Linked DNA regions of Cyprinus carpio: region 2 is linked to region 1. Evidence: chromatin contacts called from public Hi-C data. All regions are on one chromosome and are shown on one strand. Each heading gives the region's core, a stretch centred on a gene start, on an enhancer-like site or on the middle of the called end of the contact. The rest is flanking DNA. Distances are from core to core; before and after follow the strand shown. Region 1 overlaps LOC109048315 (protein tweety homolog 3-like). Region 2 holds the start of LOC109050631 (AP-5 complex subunit zeta-1-like).

What was found. Hi-C and Micro-C count contacts between places; a contact is called where the count stands out from the background.
Region 2: a Hi-C map of liver shows a contact between it and region 1, with 7 times the contacts expected there. The contact joins the promoter of LOC109050631 here to the enhancer-like site in region 1. A contact is called at or near these places in 2 of 8 Hi-C or Micro-C datasets (both in liver).

Annotation. Positions count from the first base shown.
Region 1 is chrA3:17,093,904-17,100,212 of ASM1834038v1, forward strand. All of the region lies in intron 1 of LOC109048315 (protein tweety homolog 3-like), which reads left to right. Among protein-coding and RNA genes, the nearest start is that of LOC109048315, 8.6 kb to the left of the region's middle. Within about 2 kb of position 3,563, at least 2 of the 8 cell types and tissues checked have an H3K27ac peak or open chromatin away from gene starts, as enhancers often do. A contact at or near this core is called in liver, where this site is marked.
Region 2 is chrA3:17,653,892-17,660,200 of ASM1834038v1, forward strand. It overlaps LOC109050631 (AP-5 complex subunit zeta-1-like), which reads left to right and starts at 2,630. Exons shown (of 18, transcript XM_042721217.1): 1 at 2,630-2,786; 2 at 2,922-3,059; 3 at 3,164-3,350; 4 at 3,425-3,569; 5 at 4,339-4,451; 6 at 4,583-4,751; 7 at 5,458-5,499; 8 at 6,214-6,309. The coding sequence starts at 2,746. It overlaps LOC109050616 (forkhead box protein K1-like), which reads left to right. Exons shown (of 10, transcript XM_019068187.2): 10 at 1-1,258.

The DNA.
Region 1 (6,309 bases), core at 2,313-4,812:
CCCTTTTCTTACAATCATCTGCAAGCTCACATTCAGATTGGCCTTCATCCAAATAACAACCGGTGGATAGAACCAAGCCCTTTTTCGATGATTTTTTTACACTTGGATATACGTCACAATATTGAAGAAAAAATCTGTCAACTTTAAATTCAGGCCACTTTCCATGTTTTAATCGATCGATTTCACAACCAGTTGTTGGATGGGAAAGGAGATATAGCAAAACTGAAGACAGACTAAGAAAGCAAAATTTGGCTCTTGCAAAAGCTAATCAGAGGGAGATTGTATTTATAACTAAAGGCAGTGCTGTTCAGTGAAATCATCAGTTGATATCGATAAATTATCACAAATTTCAAATCTTTATTTCTTTCAAGTTTAAAGGCAGATTTTTGCTCCTAAGTGAAGATTGTAGAAACCAGACCATTTTATTTGTGATTTTACACTACTCTTTATGGTCAGAACATAAGACACTTCACGTTTTTGAATTCTTTACATTTTTCCAGTCATGTATCCTTAACAAAATAAATATCTTAATAAAAAAATTTTTTTTTTAGTTTCTGCATGTTTTAATGAGTGATTTTGTTTTAAATCATGAAACAGGTTTGCGTTGCCTGACTTTGACGAGTATCTTAAGCACAGTTTGCAGTGCAGGCTGCAATATTAATAATATTGCCTTCTTTTGTTTCTTAGAAATGTACATTTAACAGTATCTTGAGTTGACAGTAGTAGTAGTAGCTTTAGTTAGTATGCAGATGTAAATTTGTTCATTATCATAAATGGTAACATCTTAAAAACCTATTTTTTTTTATATATGGTGTAATTGAATTCTTCCGACTGTTTGAGTTTTATTAAAATTAACCATTGGTCTTCCACAGTAGCATACATTAAGATCATGGTGATCACAGTTAAAACCACACATATAATACCATGTTAAAAATGTAACTATATGGGTATTTGTGTGAAAAACAGTTATACTGCACAAATGCTATAGCTTAATCACACAAAAAATACTGTAATTCCAATACTTAATACATTTAATACATGTTTACAATTCATTTAATCAAATCAAATGTGAATATCCCACATTTCTGCCACAGTACTATAGTGGGATAAGTGTTACTACAGTGTATATATGGTAAATGATGGCAATTTCAGGGCTCTAGAGTGCAACCTAATTTCTCAAAGGTGCGACTTAAAAAAAATCAGAGGTCGCACCGGTGCGACCAGCCGTTCGAGGAGAAAAAAAAGGCTCCGCGATTCTGAAAGTCTCTCTGTGGTTCAACAACAGACACTAGAGCCCTGCATTTCAGCCCAAGCCTGACAGACCCCAAATTTTTTACACCCCTAGAGCCGGACTTTGGGATAATTTTCACGTCATACTGTAGTTCAGACGCAGGCCGGGCCTCCCGCCTGTTTTAGACTTCTTCTTACTTTTATATTTTAGACATCCATTAATTAGTGATAAAAAAAAATTTGCCGCGCTGGTGGAAACAACATGAGACCGTGCTACCGCGAGTGTCAAGAGCGGCTCAACGGTGTTTAGTGTCCCGCAGCGCAGCTGAACAGTTCTCCGTTCAAATACACGCAATATGCTTAAGCTTGCCGCATAGCACTGCCAAAAGTAATTACCATAAATGTGACAGGGAGAAATAGTAAGGAGATATTTGAATTATTTACTAATAAACAAGTGTTTTCTGAGTCTGTGTCGCAAGGATGAAGTTGCTGATCCTGACTCGCCATCTCATTAGACGTGCCTTTAGAGAGAAGTGCATCTTTATGGATTATGATTATAGTGAAAGAGTTTTTGTTTTCGATTTGTTTTAAAGTAAAGTAATCAATTAAAGCTTTCTATAGATATATTTATCATGTCTGTGAGGCATGTTTTCACTGAGTTTTGCTTCATTTTAGTACTCCTGTTAAAGATGAGATGCAGAAAGCGCATCGTGTTTGTTTTCTTTATTTCATAAAAGCACAAAGTTTTGTTGATATTGTGAATGCACACAAATAAAATACCCTTTGCAGTTACGAATGATGTATTACTCTTACCTTCATGTGCAAAAATGACGGTGTATCTACTGAAAAAAAATGTAAGTGATCACGCTGGCGTCTCCACGTCCTGAAGCGTCTCTGCACAAACTACTGGATATAGCGCACATTTATCTGGGTCTAACGTTTAAACATTGTTATATGCTTGAACTGTTTTATATCTATAAATTTTAATTTAGGTGAGTCGTGATGATTTGAGAAGGCTTAATTGATCAAACAAAGGCTCAAACGTATATTTACCAAACAAGAAAAATGCTCCAAAGGTTTTTCTAAATTAACTTAACAAAAAAACGAAATGAAATATAATTACTTTGCTATTACATACAAGACTGAAAAATTTTAATAGCTGAGACAGTAGTATAAGCTGTTTAGGGACTGTTTAGCTGTTCAGATCAGACACTAGAGCATCCCTTCATTCAGACACAGTGGAAGATCTGATCAGAATCAGTCTAGAGTGGCCAAGTCTGGAAGATTTTGATGCTAGAGAGAGTGTGGCCAGCTGGTTTAGCCAAGGCCAAAGATCAAGAAGACCAAGCTACAGGAGTTGGCCATCCAAGGGGCATGTGACTGCGATGGAGGATAGTCCATAAGACATTGAGCCATGAGATGTTCAGTTTGAAGCCCTTTAAACACTTAATTTAGATTTTCTTTTTATTTCATTTATCTTGAGATGTTTTAAGTTTAAATTTCAACTCAGTGAAGCACTTTAAGCACCAACACTTTTTCAGTAATTTACCTTTCTTGTAGAATTGTGCTTCAAATATAGAACTTTATGTTGACCAGATTGTTAGTTAATCATTTACAAGTCAATATTGTCTATATGGACAGCGATTTAAAAAAAAAAAAAAAAAAAAAAAAAAAAAAAAAAAAAAGTGCACTTGTAAAACTGTGATGTTAAATGTGATGCAGTCGAAAATTAAAAAAAAAAAATTTAGGCGCACCAGTGCAACCAGTGCAAAAAGTTAGTCTAGAGCCCTGGATTTGTTGATTGAAAAGCTTCTGACTGTCTCGTTGCGCACCGTGTTTCTGCTGTTTGTCAGCACTGTTTCATCTGGCTCTAAACTAGTTTAAATCATGAGTCATTTGTGTTCATCACCGAATTGAAGTGCTTCACACTGGATCTCACAGCTCTGTTTAGTGTCGTGTGACTGAGATCATCGAGTAAACGCATCTGTTCCAGTGAGCTCCCGCTGCGCTGCTGCTTGAACTTTGAGCCGAGCAGATAAATGCTCCATGTGGCGAGGTTCAAATGAGTCACGCTGTTTTATTCCACTTTTGGCACATAAACATTATATTGAATTCTTGTTATTGTTTTATCAAGGAACATTTTATCATAATAATTATTGTTATAATTTTATCGCCCAGCCCTAATTAAAGGGATGAAACGTTTCTCATTCTAGAAAATTTTATTAGATTTATCTCCGAAAAATGGTACAAAAGCTGTCACTGGGGTGGTCCCCTTTCAGAAGGTACACTTTTGAATCATATTTACCCCTGTATTAGTACCTTTTAAAAGGTTAAAGCCTTTGTACCATTTCTCTTCTGACTGTTTTGCTGGAAGAGAAAAACTGTAAATCTTAAAAGAATTTTAGTGATGAACTAGTTATATACTAGATTTTGATTTCCAAGCTAACAGTCATGGATTAAAAGCATCACAGTTTTGATTTCATTTTTTCTGTCTGCTTGTTGTGGGAATGTGGGCTTGAGCAGGGCTTGAAGTTCAGATTTGAAAAACAAAACCCCCACATGATTTCCCACTCCCACACCCACTCCCCAGGCTGGCTGTGGGAGAGGTTGGAGAAATTCGTGACTGGCCTCTTCATGTCGTGGGGGAGCGCTGGAAACATTTCCTTTTTGATAATTGTAGCTCTAGTGTTTGTTGAGTCATTTTAGTCATTCTAGCGTGTCATTCTCAGGGATGTCGTTGGGCGCACAGGAAGTGAGAGCAGCCAGGGATGCTGCTAATCTGTTTTGTCAGCGTGTTTGCATGGTGTGATACAGACTGACGAGGCCGTCCTGTAGTCAGGCCAGGCAGGAAACACAAGCTGTCTCTCAAAGTGGCATACTGCCAATAATTTTGTCACGTGGTTGGCTGGTTATTAAGGATTTGAGAAGGAGCCAATCATGGAGCGGTGTGTAAACAACCCTGTTTGAAATATTTATGTCTGCTTTCATTTGACTCCAGATCTTTTTTTTGTTTTTGTTTTTTTTCAGTTTACATTTACAGTAAGGTGTTAACTACTGACTTCCTGTGTGTGTGTGTGTGTGTGTGTGTGTGTCTGTGTGTGTGTGTGTGTGTGTGTGTGTGTGGGGTGGGGTGGGGGGGGTATTGCCATCCAGTCTGCCTTCAAAGGCTGAAAAGCTTTTGACATCCTCTCTGAAAGTGTTTCTAACTCCTCCCTAGATTACTGTTGGTTTCCCAAAGAAATCTCTGACCCAGATTTGGCCCCTTGCTGCTCCAACTGCAAATGAAAAGAGCCTCACTCCTTTTCCATGACAAGGTGGAGGCTATATGGCTCCCTAAGGAAAATTAAATCAGTAGAAAGCAATGGTTTGTGTTATCAACATGTATATTTCAGGTTTTAAGTTTAACAATATTGTGTTTTTTTTAGAGTGTAAAGATTTGCTTAAATTAAATTAAACTATTAAGCTTTGCTTTTTTCAGAAACCTCTGGGGGGTGAATAAAGGCCTCCTGTAGTGAATCCATGCATATTTGTGAGAAAAATATCAGTATTGCAAACATAATAAACACTTTCCTTTCACTTCCATCATCCGCATACGCAGAAGCCGTTCCGGTGGATGATGTAGCATGTATGCTCAGCGCACGCCTCTGAGATATGCTAGTCTTGCAAGTTTGTTTATAGAAGCAAAGGAAAACCAGTCTCCTCTTGGTTTATATCGAAATCCTCTGACATTTTTCTTTGCAAATCCTCGGTTTGTACTTCTAATTCATGACTAGCATTTTGTTTTGTTCTCTCTCCACGTTCGTCAACTAATCACGCAATGCCGACATACTACGTCATCCACCGAAACGGCTTCCGCGTGTGAAGGATAACATAAGTGAGAGAAAAGTGTTTATTACGTTTGAAATATAGATATTTTTTTTAACAAAAACACACTGCTACAGGAGGCCTTTATTCACCCCCCGGAGCGGTGTGAGGCACATTTATTATGAACGCGTGCGCTTTATTTGACGACTTGTGGACTGTTCAACTGCAACACCTGCTGACTGCAATGATAGAGCTTGGAATAGCCAGGACAATTTTTTATATAACTCTGACTGGATTTGTCTGAAAGAAGAAAGTCATATACACACCTAGGATGCCTCGAGGGTGAGTGAAACACAAGCTAATTTTCATTTTTGGGTGAACTAACCCTTTAAATCTTTTTTTTTTCTTTGTTTTTTTTTTCAGTGTAGTATCCTGTAGATAAGGGAATAAAAAAAAATACAAATAAATTAAATATTAAATCAATTATAAAAAAACAGTCCCTTAATGTGACATAGCTTTTTTGTCTTTGTTTAGTAGAGCACAGTGAGATTCCATGTATGGTTTTTCTCTGAAATGTGACCGGATAAAGGGTGGTGCATATTTAGCAAATATCAGTATGATGGCCTACAGCCAGGAGCACATCAGCACAGTGAGCTTGTGTTTGAAATGTTGCTGTTGTTCTTGGGCAGTGGTATCGCTCCGAGGGGTTTCTCGCTACACCGTGTCCTGAATGAGCATATGGAAAGAGTAGATCCATTAAGATAGTCTGCAGAAGATTACCGTCTGTTTAGAAAAGCTGAGTCTGGGTCTTTTCCTGTTAGCAGCAAAAGGAGAAATATTGCAGGATTGAAATCTCAGTAATTGCAGTGACCTCCTTGGCACAAGTTCTCATAGGAAAACGCAAGCACTCCGAGTTGGCAAATGCCAGCTGTATTTCAGTGAGGAAGTCTGTTGAAGGTTGTGTTAGGTTTAATGCATTATCAGGTGCTTTTATCCATTGTATTCAAAGTACACATTTTATCAATTCATGCGTTCCCTGGGAGTCGAACCTGTGACCTTGGTGTTGCAAGCACTTTTAGCTACAGGAAGTAAAAACAACGTCTAAAGTTGTTTTTGGCATTGATGTCCCCACGCTGGCTAATCTAATGTTTTTTTTTTCCCCCCTTTTTTTTTACTTCGTTTTCTTGTTTGAAACCAATTAAGTAGATGGATTTAGTAGACATGCAAACCTCTGTTTCTTCTGCCATTTTCTACTAGGGCTGATTATTTAGTTTC
Region 2 (6,309 bases), core at 1,380-3,879, 560 kb after region 1:
AGTCCTCTATCGATTATATTGCTTTCCCCAGAGAAAGTCAGCAAGTGATGTAATGCTAAATTCCTCCAAATCTGTTCAGATGAAGAAACAAACCAAGAAGAAGAAATCTTGGATGGCCTGAGGGTGAGTAGATTTTCACCAAATTTTCATTTTTGATTCAGCTGTTCCTTTGAAAGCTTTGAAAGAACATTTGGATTCAAATGATGCCGATATCAGCGCAAAAACATAAAGATTGATCTTAATTAGTCTGATTGGATATGGCTCGTTGTTTCATGTATTCAAGTGGGCTTCAATAAACACAATAAATGAGAGAAACACTATTCCATTTAAAGTATATTTTTATTTAAAAATCAAGAACAAAGTTTTGATTTGCCTGACAAATGAAAGCAATCCATGTGTACATGTTTTTTTCTCTCTCTCTTTCCCTTTAGATCATTATGGAGTAACCAGTAGAATGGTGAAACAAACATTGTCATTGTTAACACACTTATTGTACAGAATTAGCTGTCACTGCCTAAATGGGTTTTCATATTTTTTGTTTTCACAATCTGTCACAGTGTCTGTACGCATATATAACCATGGAGTATTTTTATCACAAAGATTCAAAGATTTTTTTTTATAATTTCTTTTTGTGCTTCTTGTGTTGTGCATATTAGCATATGCAAGTGTTTTACACTAAACATTTCTAATTTAAACTGATGTAGGTTTTCTCTCTCTCTCTTTTGACTCTATTTAAAAGATATAATCTGTTTGCATTGTACACAAAACACCCCACAAATCAGTGAGATCATGCCATGCATCTGTGAATGCCTCTAGGTTTGTCTGTTGTTTTTTTTATGTGTATTCAACTACACAAAGTGTATGAGGACTTTTCTTCTGTCTATGCATTTTATGCAATGGTGTATCTGGAACAAAAAAATACTTCACTGGCTAATCTTTTACATGAATCGGTGATGATGGCATTTTCTGTTTTGATTCCACTTGGATGAAGGTTTAAGCATTGCTTTGAATGTCTGCCCCTTCACCATCATTTTGTTTCTTTTATCATTCATGTAATTTATTTTCATGTCTTTATTGTATTCAGGGTACCTAGCTTGATTCTGTTTCTCAATTTTTCACAATTTGCTTCCAAGTTGTATTGCATTAACACTCTTTATAACCATGTGCTCCAAAACTCTGTCCCTGCCTGAGCAGAACTCTTGAATATGCTGGAATGTTAACAACAAACTATTAAAAAGTTTGAACTACAAAGTTTCAATTGCAGCCTGCTTGCACATGTAATGAAGATCTCTGACTTTAAGAACAGTAGGTATGAATTTATAGATTGCTAATTACAGCTTTGATTTTTACAGCATCAATGGATCTGTATAAAAATAAATGGTAACACTTTACAATAAGGTTCCATTAGTTAATGTATTAACTAACATGAACAATTCATTAAAGCATTTTTTAATCTTTCTTAATATTAGTTAATGAAAATACAGTCATTCATTGTTCATTTTAATTCTCAGTGCATAAACTAACAAGCACAATTTTTTATTTTAATAATGCATTAATAAATGTTGAAATTAACTAAGAATGATAAATGCTGTAGAAGTATTGTTCATTCTTAATTTGTGTTAACTAAAGTAGTTAACTAATGGACCTTATTGTAAAGTGTTACCAAATAAAATTGGTGTAAGTATTATAAATCTTGTTAAAATATTTAAAATTAATGACAAGGATTTTACTGAATGAATGAAAGATATTGTAATCACGAGACTGGCTTTATTAATTTAGTCAGAACAGTGTCTTTTTATTTTATTTAATTAGTTTGACACCTAAAACTTTCTCTTTAAATGTTTTACAGTTAAGAAAGTACTGTGCATTAACACTGCAATGCTATAGGATTATGTTGTTTTTTATTGTAGTTAGTCCTTCAGTAATTTAGTTAAATGATGGTTATACATTTAGTGTATTTCTATATTTTGTTGTAGAGAAGGTAGTAGGTAAATATAAAACTAGATTTTATTTTATTTTTAGAAAAAAAAACTTTCTTCATATATCAGTGCACTATAATTATTGGGGAATTAGGGTATATTTACATTGATTCTATTAAAAAAACACTATTTTTTTCCTTTCAAGTTTTGAATTCATTTACAGGTTGATTATTGCTTGTCATGTTATAAGTCTGCAGATGTTATTTAGTATATAAGGCGAATTTGGATTTTATTGTTTCTTATGAACACTGATCTTTCTCAAGGGGACCAAACCCACATTTATAGTTTAGCCATAGATGTATGTAACCATAAATGAATGAATATTCTACATATGGATGTGTAATTCTTCTTATATTCTGTGGCTCATTTCGGAATAACAAGCGTTCTACTCGCTCCATTTTTACTATAAACAATTTTCATATGCCTGTTGCTTTAAGAGGTTCAATAAATTGGAAGTTAAAAATGATCCCCCCGATTGGCAAAAGGGGAAGCGTGTATAAATCATATATCTACCGAGAGATACGAATATTCTAAGTAGATTTTTTTGTACACATAGAATATTCTAATTATTAAATATGATATTCTACCACTGTATGAATACACGCCGATTGTACCCTCCTGTTTGTTACACTGTTTTGTGGCCGACTTACGCGGAAAAGCGGAACCAATTGTTGTCATGTGATTTGTTGTCAGGACATTTTAGCGGAGGGAGCAAATGTTTTGATTCTAGTTTAATGTTTTGACATGTTATTGCATTATTTTCAGAATGTATGCTGCCGCGACGGAGAGTTTAATAAAGCAGGCAAGGTAAAACGGTATCTTTACGTAAAATGTTTACTGTCAAAAGCTGTATTCGTCACACGAGTGGTCAGTTTATAGTCTATGAGTTAGACAAGTTCTTCTCAGTGACAACTGAGTAATTCGTTCAAATGTGCTTTTCAGAGAAATAAAGGAGGAAGAGCTGCAGAGGTTTTGCGGGCGTATATTTAAGCAGCTCCACACTAAAGACGTTAGTGGAGACACGGTGGACTCCCTCCAGAGACTCAGTCTGATAGTTTCTGCCACTAAATATGCACGAGAGTGAGTCGTATTCATGTGAAATATATCTGAACAGCACATAGAGTGCAGAAAAGTATATTTAGGAGCATTTTAAGTGTATAATTGAACACCTCCATTACCATCAGGCTCCCATCAGATCTGGTGATGAAGCTGCAGACGGTTCTTCGTTCTTCCTCGTGTCCAGAGCATCTTCAGGTTCTCTCCTCCTCCATCATCCGGGAGAGCTCTCCTCCCAGCGTACACAGCCTCTGCTCAGATCCCAGTCACGACAGCAGGACCTTCAGCTATGTGGCCAGTGTTGTCCTCACTCAGGTGAGTCACATGCTGTTCGTGATCAGCTTGTGTTCTGTTCATGAACACTTAACTAATCATCTAATTGCCCTCAGGCTGGAAATAAAGAAGATGTGATGCCCCTCTGCCACCATTTGCTGAAAAGTCTTGAGTCTCGGCTGTCTGACGGGCAGATATCCAGACATACGCTTCCCATTCTCTCTAAAATGATTACTGCTTATCCAGAGATTCTCACAGATGGTAAAATTGATCACATTTCTGAAACCCAAAACCCTATTAGAAGTGTCTTTGGGAATTACAGTGGGGTCCAAATGTCAGAAGTAATGAAATCAGAAACAACTAATACAACATCACAGTAATTCACAAGACTCCAGTCCATCAGTTAACATTTTGTGAAGTGAAAAGCTGTGTGTTTGTAAGAAACAAATCCCTCATTAAGGTGTTTTAACTTTAAATCATTGCTTCTGGCTAAAAATACAGAGTCTATAATCCATAAAAACGCTTCCTCCGGTGGAAAAAGTCCATCGCTGGTGTCCTCTCACATCAAAATCCACCAAGATATTTGTTTAGAACTGTCTAGGGCTGTTTTTACTTTTAAATGCTGTTCTATCTGTGCATATTTCTCTCCTGATTCAGACTAGATGACTAATATTTTGGATAAAAGACTCCAGGAGCAGTAGTTCAAAGTTTATTACAAATATGCATCTTTTTGCTTTACAAGATGCTGATTGCTGGAATGGAGTTGTGTGGATTACTTGTGGATTATTGTGATGTTTTATCAGATGTTCGGCACCCATTCACAGTAGAGTATCCACTGGTGAGCAAGTGATGTAAATTTCTCCAAATCTGTTCCATTCTGTTTGTTCCAACAAACTCAATGCCAATCGCAGATTTTCAAAATGGACCCTCTCTGTAGTTAGCTTCTTATACATTGATAGGCATGATTGAAAATACTATAATCTGGAAAATGCAAAGACGTCAACATGAATTATGTGCTCTCTAAACCCAGATCAGGTGAATCTGGTCAGTCGTAAGTTGGTGGATTGGTTGCGTTATGCCAGTATGCAGCAGGGAGCCTCCATGTCTTCTGGGGGATTTTTCAGTGGACCAAGAACACGTCAGGTGGGGCATGTTGCTCTTCTTCATTCATCAGTACCTTCACCATCAACCGATTAGCTCAAGCGCAAGTTTATAATGACACTGTTGAGTGATCTCAGTGAACTGACCATCACTTGTCAACATCTCTTCATCAGCCAGCTCCGCTGACGGAGGTGGATGGGGTGGTGGTGGGTAACTTCTTCACTGTGCTGTGTGTGGGTCAGAGCTACACCGAGGACCAGTGGATGAATATGTACACTTTCTCTATGATCAAGAGTTGGCTTCTCACTTATGACACAGACGGGACTACGAACACAGAATCAGGTAGTCAGTTGGTTTGCTTTATGATCAGCATTAGTTTATTATTACTTATATACTGTTATATGTGACCCTGGACCACAAACCAGTCTTAAGTGTCAGTTTTTTGAAATTGAGATTTATAAATCAGATGAAACCTGAATAAATAAGCTTTCGATTGATGTATGGTTTATTAGGATCAGACAATATTTAGCCGAGAGGTGCAAAAAAATCAAAATACTGAGAAAATCACCTTTAAAGTTGTCCAAATGAATTCTTAGCAATGCATATTACTAATCAAAAATTAAGTTTTGATATATTTACGGTAGAAAATTTTCAAAATATCTTCATGGAACATGATCTTTACTTTTATAAGAAAAATCGTTCATTTTGACCCATACAATGTTTTTTTTTTGGTTATTGCTAAAAATATATCCCAGCGACTTAAGACTGGTTTTGTGGTCAAGGTTCACAAATTATTGATTAATATTTTGGATTAGTTTTTATTTTTATATTACCAGTTTTCGTTTTCATTTACTTCTGTTGTTCTTTTGTCATTATCATATTATTTTAATATTTCCATTTTACTTAAATGATTTGTATTTTATTTCAGCTTTATTTTAAATACCAGAAAATGAATGTAACAGTATCAGCGCTGTTTTCAAACTGTCCCATGTAAGATATATGCTTCACTTAGTTAAGACACGTAACATGGGATTTTCATCTTTGCTAGCTCTACTAAAAAAAACACAGGGCATTCATTCACAGCACCAAGGTAAGATGCAAGCGTAAAGTCTGATATGATCAATCTATGACCAGTGTGCTTTACATTCCTTCCCAATCAGAAACTCTCTTTTACTGAATGACATTGATCCATGATTCACAATTAACTGCTGTCTGTGTCAAATTGATTTTGAGTCTATGGCTATGTTTGGAATGAATTACTAGCATACTACTTACTCTCTACTGTGAATTATAAACTGTATACACACAATATAATGCGATAAGTGTTTAATGCTGCATTGCTCTCACATGACCTTATCATCTTTACTTCTGTGTGACATCCAGTTAATGATGTCATGACCTTTAAAAAAGTATTTTTTGGGTAATATGAATGTGTGGTATAAATGAAAACAGGATGACATATTTTTATTTATTATTTAATTTTGAGAAAGAATATCTTTATGTTTGGCAATGAGGATGTCGCGTTGTGTGCTCTTGTTTGTATACTTTACATTTTGCAAAATGTAGTAAGTCATGTGGTTATTCAGAAAATGTGCATAGTGTGCACACTATATATACTGCATACAAAAATACTACTAATGTAGGGCTAATTGTACTATATTCGTTCCAAACATAGCCTGTGTGTCCCATCGTATGCTCAGCCCTGCAATGGCACTGGATCCTGCCAGATAACATGCTTGTTTAGATCCTCCTGGATGAGCTCTGGGTTTTGTAGTGTGCTGTAATGTGCTGTGCTGTGGTGCAGATGATCGCTCGGAAGTGGACAGTTCAGTGATGTCCATGGTGTCGGCCACATCCTCTTCCAGCAGACTACTTCCTCCTAAAGAGAGACTCAGAGAGA